Linked DNA regions of Mus musculus: regions 1 and 3 are each linked to region 2. The links are chromatin contacts, called in public promoter capture Hi-C maps. All regions are on one chromosome and are shown on one strand. Each heading gives the region's core, a stretch centred on a gene start, on an enhancer-like site or on the middle of the called end of the contact. The rest is flanking DNA. Distances are from core to core; before and after follow the strand shown.

Region 1 (3,989 bases), core at 542-3,041, 4.4 Mb after region 2:
TGCATGCATTCATACACAGAAACTTCATTCACACACACATACACACTGCACACATACACATCAGGCAAACACTACATACATAGGCACACTCATGCACCCTCACATACACTTCATATACACTACACGTGCATACACTCATGCATACTACATACATACATACATACATACATACATACACACACAGTACAAACACATATATTCAAGCACACACACTTCATATATGTGCACACTCATATACACACTACATACATAAGCACACTCACACACATACTACATACACACACACATGCACACTTATACTAGAAACACACACTACATAAATACACTAACTCATACATACACATCCAGGCATACACATACATACATACACACATACATACATAGCAGTTTAGAATCTATCAAAATTGAAAACAGACATTAAAGAACAGCAAAAAAAAAAAAAAGTTAATAAGAAAAATGTAAAGGTTGGTGTCAGCTTCCCCAGGAATCCGACTTTTCCACCGTTTGTTTTCTTTCACTTCAGGAAGCTAACAAGCTCTGTGTGTGTGTGTGTGTGTGTGTGTGTGTGTGTGTGTGTGTGTGTGTGTGTTATGGGAAAGGACTAGAGACGCTGTATTCACAGGGCAGAAACAGGGAGGGAGAGAGAAGGGCACAGAACTTTTTCCCTTTTCGGGTGTGTGTGGGAGGTGGTTTAGTGACCTGCCAGTTTATACCACAGCAATGGGGAGATCTGGGAGAAGGGGAAGCCCACAGTCATGACAGCATGGTCAGAGAAGGAACAGAATGGTTACAGGCTCTCAGTGTGGAAATGCCACAGGACTCAAGAAACTCCAGAGATTTCCAGAAGACTTGCCCCTCAGATTCCCATTCAGAATTAACCGAGAGCAGGAACTGGGGGGGGAGGAGGTGAAGGTTGGGGAGCACAGGCCCGGCATTGCTGCATTCCAAGGTGTTGGGAGGAAGATCAGGAGTTCAAGGGTAGTCTAGAACAATCGTTCTCAACCTGCGAGCTTCAACCCCTTTGGGGAACCATATCAGATATCCCACATGTCATATTTACATTATGATATTTACATGTCCCATATTCACATTATGATTCATAACAGTAGCAAAATTACAGTTATAAGTAGCAATGAAAATGATTTTATGATTAGGGGTCACCACAGCATGAAGAACTGTATTAAAGAATCCGGGCATGGTGGCACACGCCTTTAATCCCAGCACTTGGGAGGCAGAGGCAGGCTGATTTCTGAGTTCGAGGCCAGCCTTGTCTACAAAGTGAGTTCCAGGACAGTAAAACCCTGTCTCGAAAACAAACACACAGAAACAAAAACAAACAAAGAAAAAAAGTATCGCGCACTGGGAAGATTGAGAACCACTGACCTAGAATGTGCTTCATGAGACCTTATTTCTTTTTTTAAACAGTTTCACTGTGTAACTCAGACGAGGCTGGATTTGTCTACGGTGGACCCGGCTGACACAGAACTCACAGATCTGCCTGCCTTCCAAAGTGCTGTGATTAAAGACATTTGAAGCCTAGCCCCCTGCCCCCCATTATTTTTAATTAAAAAAAAAATCCGGGATGATCTCACGTGGCCCAGGCTGGCCTTAAACCCGCTTTCAATTCTGATGATCCTCTTGCCTCCATCCTCCCCACCCGACTCAGGTGCTGGGATGACAGGTTTACAGAACACTAATCGTCAGGGTCGTTCACTCATCAACCAGCCCGGCAGACGTGCTTGGCTGTGTGCGCCTGCCCAGCAGGGGACCGCCCTCAATGGGCCGTCCCTAGGCGGCACCCGCTTAGCTGAGATTCCAGCACTTGACTTCAGGGTTTCGGAGAGATAAGGCGCTTGGCCGTTACTAACTGGACTACAAAGAGCTGGATCGGACCGGAACCACATGGCTCAACTCGCCCGAGCCACCCGCTCCCCGCTGTCATGGCTGCTGCTGCTGTTCTGCTATGCACTCCGGAAAGCGGGTAAGTAGCCCCGCGCCCCGCGCCCCGCGCCCCGCGCCCCGCGCCCCGGCCTGTGCGCACCTCGAGAGGCCCTCCCAGGCCACCCGATCCCTTCTTCCCGGCCCAAAGTCCTAGGTCTGGATTCTGGAGCAGAGATTCCAGAAAATAGGGCGTGGTGACTCACACCGGCCACCGGAGTACAGGGGAGGATGAGGTAGGAGGGTTGCCTTGAGTTCCAACGTAGCCTAGACTCGGGAATGAGAACCGGATTTGCTCCACTTCGCGCACGCTTGCGCACGCGCACACACACACACACACACGCGCGCGCGCGCGCACACACACGCACGCACGCGCGCAAAAGATGTTTTATTATTGTAAAATAAATGACTCGTACACTGAGAAAAAGTCTGGGTGACTCATGCCAGGAACCTTAACCCTAGTGGCCACACTCTCTCCAGCAAGTTAATCGTGACTGACTCAGAGTTGATTTATTAGTTCATTTTCCTTTCGCTGAGTTGGAGACTGAAGCCTCACTGGGGAATTGTAGCACAGGAGTCTACCCCTGAGCACACAGGGTGCTGAGGATAGACCCTTGGTCCTCACACAACCTAATTCGGAGCCCTGTGCTATTCCCATTGTTTCAGTGGTTGACCAGCAGCAAGTCAGGCTGGGCGCTCAGAGTGAGCTCAGAGTGACTGGAACCAAAAAACCAAACCAAACCAAACCAAAACAGGGAGGTGGTGGCTCATGCCTTTAACCCCAATAGGGGAGGCAGAGACAGGTGGAGCCCCGTACAGGGGTACCCTAGGGTCACCATGACGGGTCCTGGGTTCCCAGAACTTCACTCTGAAGTCATTATCAGACTTCTCAAGTATTCAGAAATGCCTGATACTGTATTCCCTAATGTTGAGGGCCTACTGTGTATTGGGCTAAAGGAGAGAGTCTCACATAGGGCCTAGCAGAGTGACTATTGAATGGCTCGGATTCAAACCCCACCGTATCTTGTCGTCTTATGCCTGCGTGATCCCCCTAGCAAATTCTTCTATGCCTCCATTTCTGCATATGTAAGTGGTACCTGAAGCCCAGTGTGATGGTGCTCACCCTTAATCGCAGAATTTAGGAGGCAGAGGCAAGCAGATCTCTGAGTTCCAGACCAGCCTGGTGAATGTACTGAGGTGATGTTTAGTGTCTCTACTACTACTAATAATAATAATAATAACAATAATAATAATAATGAATTATAAATACTATATGATTATTACAAGGCAAAATTATCATTGTGCATTATAATAGATTTTGTAATATAAACATTTAATTACATTAATAATATTTAAATATAGTATGCTGAATTATATTATAATGTATAAATATTTAGATATAACGATAACATTGTTATTATTAAAGTAAGATAAGGGGCTGGAGAGAGCACTGGCTACTCTTGTAGAAGACCTGGGTTTGGTTCTCAGCACCCACATGGTGATTCACAGTCCTCTGTATCTCAAATTCAGAGGAATTTCATCCCTCCCTTTTGGCTTCTATGGGCACCGTAGTGCAAACACCTATAGAGAAAAATCTCTTATAAACATCACCTGTCAATAAAAAAACCAGTGGCCAATGAGCTGGGGCAGGAAATAGGGGGTGGGACACTGACAGGACGAGAGGATTCTGGGAAATAGTAAGAGATAAAGGAGAAATGGAGGGGGGTGGGATGCAGATGTAAAACATCAGGGAGACACTGAGGAGACTCTGAGGAAGAAGCAGGCCAGCACTGAAGGAGAGCAACCTACCACATGGTAGACATAGAATAGTCTAAGTGGGTTAAATAAATTACGAGCTACTCAGGGAATGAGCCAAAGCTTATGACCTGGGTATTTAATAATAAATAACTAGTCTCAGAGTTGTTATTGATGGGAAGGGGCCGAAAGGAAAAATGGATTTAAACTTATTTTAATACATACATCCATACATACATGCTAGCAAACACTAACACACATAAACTAAAAATTAATACATCTTTAAAATAAATTAA
Region 2 (3,578 bases), core at 125-2,624:
TGAAAAGTCCCCCGAATTCTAAACATCACACACGCACAGAAACCACCTGCAGCTGGCAAAATCACGCCTCTGCTAGAGCAGGAGGCAAATCCCAGCTGCTGTGGACCGTCTGAAGCAGCCTCATATTCCTCACCTGGGGCTAAAATCAAAACATTCCTATAGTATTTCTGTTTTTCAAAGAAACCAAAACTCCAAAATTGTCACAACAATCATATCATGTAAAAACTAGTCTTTTTCCTTGCTACTATGTATACCTGTTACAGCATCTCCGCTGTGCCACACACATACGCCGAGATTTTGTTTGGATGAAAAAAACTTTTGCTAGTGGTCCTTTGGGATAATTAAAAACAAACAAACAAACAAACAAACAAACAGACAGACAGACAGACAGACAGACAGACAGGGCTGAGAGATGGTTCAGCAGTTAAGAGCACTGACTGCCAGAGGTCCTGAGTTCAATTCCCAGCAACCACATGGTGGCTCACAACCATCTGTAATGGGATCGGATGCCCTCTTCTAGTGTGTGTCTGAAGCTAGCTTTTTTTTTAATTGTACTTTATTTGTACTCACATAAATAAAAAAAGAAATAAATCTCTGAAAAATAAACAAAACAAAACAAAACAAACAAACAAACAAACAAAAAAAACCAAGCAAACCAAAACTTGTTTCTCCTGTGGATTGATCTAGATTGATGTGGAAGATAGAAGGAAGTGGGGAGAAAACTGGAGGGGCAGGGAGGAGAGTATGAATTATCAATGTACCTGTGGTTACATTGAAGAAGCAGCCTAGCAGGAGGTTAAGTGGATTGTGTGGCTGTGATGTGTAGAGAGAATTTTGGTTTCTTTGAGAAACACAGAAGTATATATTATATACTCAGGTATATAAGGACAACGGTAGGGCCAAATTACCGCCTATGAGGTAAGGACTCTTAATTTTCCAGGGTGAAAAATTTTCCACGTGGGACGTGTCAAGTTCAGAGGCAGCATGGTGTCATGGCACACACGTTAGCCCAGCATTTGAGAGTGTGCAAGACTGAGGCAGGAGGACCATCGTAAATTCAGTATGGATTGTACAGTGCGCACCAGTGTCTCGCAGATTAAATAAAAAGTTCCGCAGAGGGCTAGGGAAGTACCTGCGTGGCGCACACACACACACTCCAGAGAGGCTATATACTAGGAGAAACGAGTGTAAGATCCGCCTCTCCGCATTCACTACCGGAAATGTAGTTCAACTGTTCCACAAACACGCAGGCACCCGGGAGAGCTGACGCGGAGATTTCTGGGAAGTGTCGTCCAGGGTCTCTGCGCATTGCGCGTGCGTCTGTGAAGGCCGGCGGACGCCGAGCATTCTGGGAAGCGTAGTTCAAATTCTCGGAGCATTGCGCGTGCTTCTGTTGTGCGGGCTGATGCGAAGCATTCTGGGAAGTGTTTCCCAGGTGGTTTCTGTTAGCATCCGCTCCCCTTGTCCTCCCTTGAGTCTCCTCTCTCCCACACCTTCCTCGACTGATGCCTGGATCTGGAGGTTTGCAGGGTTGGCGGCGGGCGGCCGTAGGGGAGTCGGCTCCAGGCTGGCGAAAGGGAAGCGCAGGGCGCCCAATGAGCCTCCCTCCATCCCACAGATATCATCGCACTGATAGGGTCTCAGCGCGTGGCTCAGTCAGCCTCCTGCCTCAGCATCCGGTGTGTTGCGATGACAGGTGTGAGCCCTCACACCTTCCTTCACTGCTGTCTGGAATTGGGGTGCGAGGGCCATGTTGATAGTGTTGTTTGAGGCATTGATGTAGCTAGTGTCACCCTGCCCTGAAGGTTCTAGGACTCACACCTACACTGCAGAGAATCGGGATGGGTGGAGATTTGTCGAGAGCCTGTCATGTAGAAGGATAAACGGACACGTCTATGGCTTTCCACGATGTCAGATTTTGCTGAACGACAAGAAAGTCATAAGCTGTGTCAGTTTCGTTGGCTGCAATTTGCCAAGGAATCTCGATTTCTCCTGGTGGTTGGCCATTAATCACAGGTTCTTTTATTCCAAGCTTAACATAGCTAATGATAAATTTCAGACCACGAGTCACCTGGCACACAGTTATACACACTCGTGAGTTTATTATCACAGGATGGATCATTGGAACTGGACTTGGCTCCTGGCATGTGACCAGGCTACTGAGCAGTGTGCCTGCCACATACCGGTCCCTTGGTGAAGAAGTAACGTGATATGGTTGGTGCGCTTATGTTTTATGTTACCAGGCTGGCTTTGAACTCACAGAGATCTACCTGAGTGCTGGGACTAAAGGCTAGTCGATATCTTTTAATAGCACAATTGAGTCGCCTGGCTATGACTGTGTAAACAAGACATGGATTTCTTCTTGGCACTTTTATCCAAGATAGAGTAACTCAGATCAAGACTGTTGCCGCATAAAATTCAAAACTAGTCATAGCCTGAAAGCTGATGGTCCAAACAACACAGCTCCCTGCTCAGCATGCTCCCAAGATGGTTTGATCAGCCGGGCAGTGGTGGCACACACCTGTAATCCCAGCACTTGGGAGGCAGAGGCAGATGGATTTCTGAGTTCGAGGCCAGCCTGGTCTACAGAGTGAGTTCCAGGACAGCCAGGGCTGCACAGAGAAACCCTGTCTTGAAAAACAAAACAAAACAAAAAGCCAAAAAAACCCAAAAAACAAAAAAGGAAAAAAAAGATGGTTTGATCAAGTGTAGCCCCTTACCTCTAACCCTACCCCCATTACAGATTCAGGGGAGGAAGGAGGAAGTGGTGGTCTGTTGACCAAGCATATCTAGGTGCATCAAGCCAAGTGTATTTCCTCCTGTTAAGGCGTAGCCTTTTAAAATACAAGTCTGTTTTATTCTCGCTTTTTCTTTCTAAGACTTTTTGTATGGGTCATATATGTGTACCATTACATGCATGTGTTGATACATATATGCTTCTGAATGCTTTGTACATGAGTGCTGGGATTCAAATTCAGGTTCTCCTGCTTTTCTTTAATAATTTGTTTTCACAATGACAATTTGTGTGTGTGTACACGCGTGCATACTCACATGCAACACTGAGCATGTGCAGGATGGAGGAGACCTCTCAGGAAGAGTCAGTCCTAGAGACTGAACTCAGGCCATCACTTGGTGACAAGTACCTCTCCCTGGAGATCTATTATCACGTGGGCTCTTTACCTTTTGTTTTTATTTCCCCCTGAGATAGTTTTTCCGTGTAACCCTGGCTGTCCTAAAATTTGCTGTTAATCAGGCTGGCTTCAAACCCACAGAGATCCTCCAGCCTCTGCCTCCTGAATTCTGGGTTAAAGGCCTGGGCCTCCACACTTGGCCCTCTCATTAGCTTTTGGGTCTTCTCTGTTAGAGCAGACACGAAAGCTTTGGACCATTCTTTTCAGGAGATCATAATCTCTTCTTGTGAGTACTAATATCTTTCCAGCTGTCCAGCCTCTCACTGGGGGCAGCAGGAGGTCCCTCCGGACCTTCTTTCTGTCCCCACCAATAATGGTTAGCCCTGGACACCTTTTAGGAAGGAGAAGATTGTCTCCAGCTTGGTGGGCAGGAGGGGACAGTTCAAC
Region 3 (3,742 bases), core at 1,059-3,558, 3.2 Mb before region 2:
CCCATGTCCTGTGAAAAAAGAGTGGAGTCAGATACCTTGGGACCTTACTTCTTCAAGCAAGCCTGTGTAGCTATGGGAAGCTTTTGTGTGTGTGTGTGTGTGTGTGTGTATGTGTGTGTGTATCAGAACCTCCATTTAAAGTGCACAGAGAATCCCACAAGGCTAAGAATGGGTAAATTAATGCATGCAATGTGATTGAGAGAACAAGATGCAGATAGGATTGCTGGGACTGGTAAGTGAGTGTGAGGAGGGGTGCACAGGACACAGAGTGGGAGCAGGTAGTAGTGAGGGTGGAGAGACTCCTGTAGCTGTCACCTCCTCTGTATTAAGGAGGCAGTGAGTTCAGATGTTCAAGGTCACCCTCAGCTAGGCAGTGTCTCAAAAATAAAAGGAGCTGGAAAAATTGCTGAGTGGTTACGAGCACTGTCTGTTCTTCTAGAGGATCCAAGTTCGATCCCCAGAACCTGCATGGATGGCTCAGGACTGCCTAAAACTCCACTTTTAGAGGATCCATGGCTTCTTCTGGCCTCCTTTGCCACCAGGCACACAAGTAGTGCCCAGACAAGCATGCAGGCAAAACATCCATACACATAAAATTTAAAATAGGAAAATGAACAGAAAAAAAAATTGCAGATGGTGTCCTATGCCATTAATTTCAGCACCCATCCAGGAGGCAGAAGCAGGTAGAGTTTAATATGGTCAGACAAACCTGTCTCAGAAAAACAAAAAAGCCCTAAAACAAATCACCAAAACATCCGGGCATGGCTTGAGTATCACTTGTCTGTGGTAGGCACAACGTTGAATTTACATTATGGTAATCAATTTTAACATTTGGAAAGTGAAAATCCTAACTCTGGTCTCAATAGATCTTGTTATTGTTTTCCCACAATACTTTTTTCCTAACAGGTCACAGGACAAACAGGTATGGAGCACAGAGTAATGGACCAAACCCAAACTTGAGACAGGGTTTCTCTGTATTGCTCTGGAACTCCCTATGTGGATCAGGCTGTGTCTCGAACTCATATCGTACCGCCTCTTCCTCCCTGAAGGCTGGGATTAAATGTGTGTGAGACGAGGCTTAGCTGGGACGTGTGTGTTTAAATTCTTTTTTTTTTCTCCTTTTTTAACAAGAATATTTCTGTCCGTACCTGCTTCCTACAATTGAGTCTATGACCTCTCAAAAGAGAGGGAGTATTTCCCAAACTCCGACCCAAAGGAAAGCCAGCTAGAGCGAAACTAACCACAAACTGCACCCTCTAGCGACCAGTCCAACCCAATCATCTCTTTTTATAGGCACCACCCTTCCCTGGGTCGCTAGACCAGACCCAAGAACACCTCAATGTATCCTCAGGGCCTTCTGGGAACTGTGGACCCAAAGGCTCCAGGCAGAGCTTCGGCTGTCGCGTTGGAACTACAATCCCCAGAAGGCCCAGCACACCCAAGAGACTGGACACGCCCGCCCTCTCTGAGAGCATGCGTACGGGAGCTCCGGCTGGTGGGGGAAGGGAACCCGGACTTCAGCTGCCCAGCGGCCGCCGAGCCCCGCCCTCTACTGCCTTCGGGGCGGTGAATCCGAGCTCCACGCCCCGAGCGCCCCTCCCCCACCAGGCTTCAGTCAGAAACCTGTTTTCTCTGGGTCCCTATCACCCCAGGAAGTTCTGGATTCTTCCCCAAACTGTCCTCGGTGTGCAGAGGTCCAAATCCCATCACATCGCCCAAAGACGACAAATAACTCTCGGGTACATAGTTCCGCCGGCGAAACTGGATATCCCAATTCTGAGACCTCGTCCCAAATCTCCCCTCATTCGGCTCCACTTTCAAATGACTCTGGCTTTCCAAATACCCAGTCCGGCTCCGAGACCCAGTCAGTGAACTCTTCCCCGGCATTCCCTTCTCACGACGGCGTCTCAGAATCCAATACTCGGTTCCTCTAGTTCCCGGGTTCCTCTAAATGCTTCATATCCTAGCCTTAAAACGCTCACTTTGTCCAGAACACCGTGGAACTCCAAACTCAGCCTATTCTTCGAGACTCAAACTGTCCTACACTCTCCTCCAAAGTTCTTTCTCCGTTTTCCTGGCTTCTCCAAACTCCAACTCCTGAGTAATCCTGCTCCCCCTTCGGTGCTGATGCTGGAATTCAGCCTTCCACCCTCCAATGTCCATCAATCACACCAATCTGCTCTCCACTCGGGATACCCCGCTTCCGCCTACCGTGGGGGCGCGCCCCCGTCCTCCTCTAACTCCAGGGAAATCTCACACAGGCGGCCACTCCTCACCTCGGCTGCCAGGGTCGCCACGACTACCTCCGACAAGCCTGCAGGGTTGGGTTCCACCAGTGCTGGGTAGAAGTCCGGCTCACTTTCCCCGGGCCTCTGGGTCTGGCTGGGGGCCACTCGGCTCCTCCCCGGAGGCCAGTCGCAAGCCAGGATTGGTTGGAATCCTGCCCGCCGCGGGGCGCCATTGGCTAAGAGGAGCCACGGATGCTAGGCCCCGTCCATCACTGGGCCGGGTCCGGTTTAGGTTGGCTACTGGTCAGGGGGCGGAGCGGAGTCTCCACGGTGGAGTCTGGTAACGCCGTCAGAACTGCTACTTTGGACCCAGCTGTGTTTCTCACTCCTCTGTTTCACTGCAGACCCCTTATACCAGACCCCACTGAAGAGTGACACCGGGTGACACCATTCTCCCCTCCCTGCGGTTTTGCAGGCTTGGGGCAGATGGTGGAGGCCACGCCCCCCGGAGTTCCGAAGGCTGGGTCAAACCGGAGGGCGGGGGGGGGGATGACGCACTAGACAGCAGCCAATAGCATGATGCGGCTTGCGTTGCCTGAACGACCGCAGCCCCGCCCCTTAGCTGGCGGAGCTCTGCTTCCCCACCCCCAACCCGTCTTGTAGGAGGAGTCTATGCTTAACCTAGAGGGGTCTGCTGCTTGTTTGGGGGAACCTCCTGGATCCCAGGCAACGCTTTCGTTTTCCGCATTTGTCTGCCTGTTGCTGTTTACTCTTAAAGACTGCTCACAACTCTGGGAACAAACTCAAACTTATTATTATTATTATTATTTTTAGTTTTGGGGATTTAACATTTGAGCATTTTGAACAAACACCGTAGAACTGAGCTAAGATTTAAAATTTTGTGTGTGTGTGTGTGTGTGTGTTTAATTTTGTGATATGGTTTCGTAGTGAAGGGTTAGCTTGCTCTTCACTATTTGGTCTCTGGTACCCTCCTTCCTGTTTTCTAGGACTCACTTTCGGATTCTTTTTGTTTTAGGCAGTCTCGTGAAGCAGGACTCCAGTGTAGACAAGGGCCTTGAAATTCTAATCATGCTTGGCTTCCATATTGCTAGTCCTGGAGCTGCAGGTGTGTCCCTAAAGAAAATTCCTTTTGCTTAGTTTTTGTGGTGTTGGGCACGGAACACCGAGGTGGTGCTAGCCAAAGTACTCTTATCACTGAGCTACATCCCCAGCCACTTTTTTGTTTGTTTTCTGAGACAGCGTTTTGCTGTGTAGCCTAAGCTATTCTGGAATCTTTCATCTTCCTGCTTCGTTTTTCTAGTGCTAGGATTTAGGCATTACCAGCTTGTCTAGCTTGCTTTCAGTTTTTCTAAGATGGCTTCCAATATCTCCTAAGAAATAAACACAGGGCTTTTCTCCCTTACCTTATTGCAAGGGTCCAATTCAAGGCACACTCTCAGCAGTGAGACAGCCAGACTCTCAAATGTTCTTCAGATGTTCTTGGTTTTGCTTTG

What was found. Promoter capture Hi-C pulls out the DNA fragments that hold promoters and counts their contacts.
Region 1: a contact with region 2 is called in a promoter capture Hi-C map of second pharyngeal arch cranial neural crest. The contact joins the promoter of Pvr here to the promoter of Zfp94 in region 2. A contact is called at or near these places in 5 of 39 promoter capture datasets (cranial neural crest, frontonasal cranial neural crest, maxillary cranial neural crest and 2 more).
Region 3: a contact with region 2 is called in a promoter capture Hi-C map of pre-B cells. The contact joins the promoter of Sertad3 here to the promoter of Zfp94 in region 2. A contact is called at or near these places in 2 of 39 promoter capture datasets (cranial neural crest and pre-B cells).

Annotation. Positions count from the first base shown.
Region 1 is chr7:19,918,945-19,922,933 of GRCm38.p6, reverse strand. It overlaps Pvr (poliovirus receptor), which reads left to right and starts at 1,791. Exons shown (of 8, transcript NM_027514.2): 1 at 1,791-1,981. The coding sequence starts at 1,903.
Region 2 is chr7:24,314,462-24,318,039 of GRCm38.p6, reverse strand. It overlaps Zfp94 (zinc finger protein 94), which reads left to right and starts at 1,374. Exons shown (of 6, transcript NM_001199321.1): 1 at 1,374-1,521. It also overlaps the pseudogene Gm44513.
Region 3 is chr7:27,472,406-27,476,147 of GRCm38.p6, reverse strand. It overlaps Sertad3 (SERTA domain containing 3), which reads right to left and starts at 2,308. Exons shown (of 2, transcript NM_133210.2): 1 at 2,277-2,308; 2 at 1-8. The coding sequence starts at 5.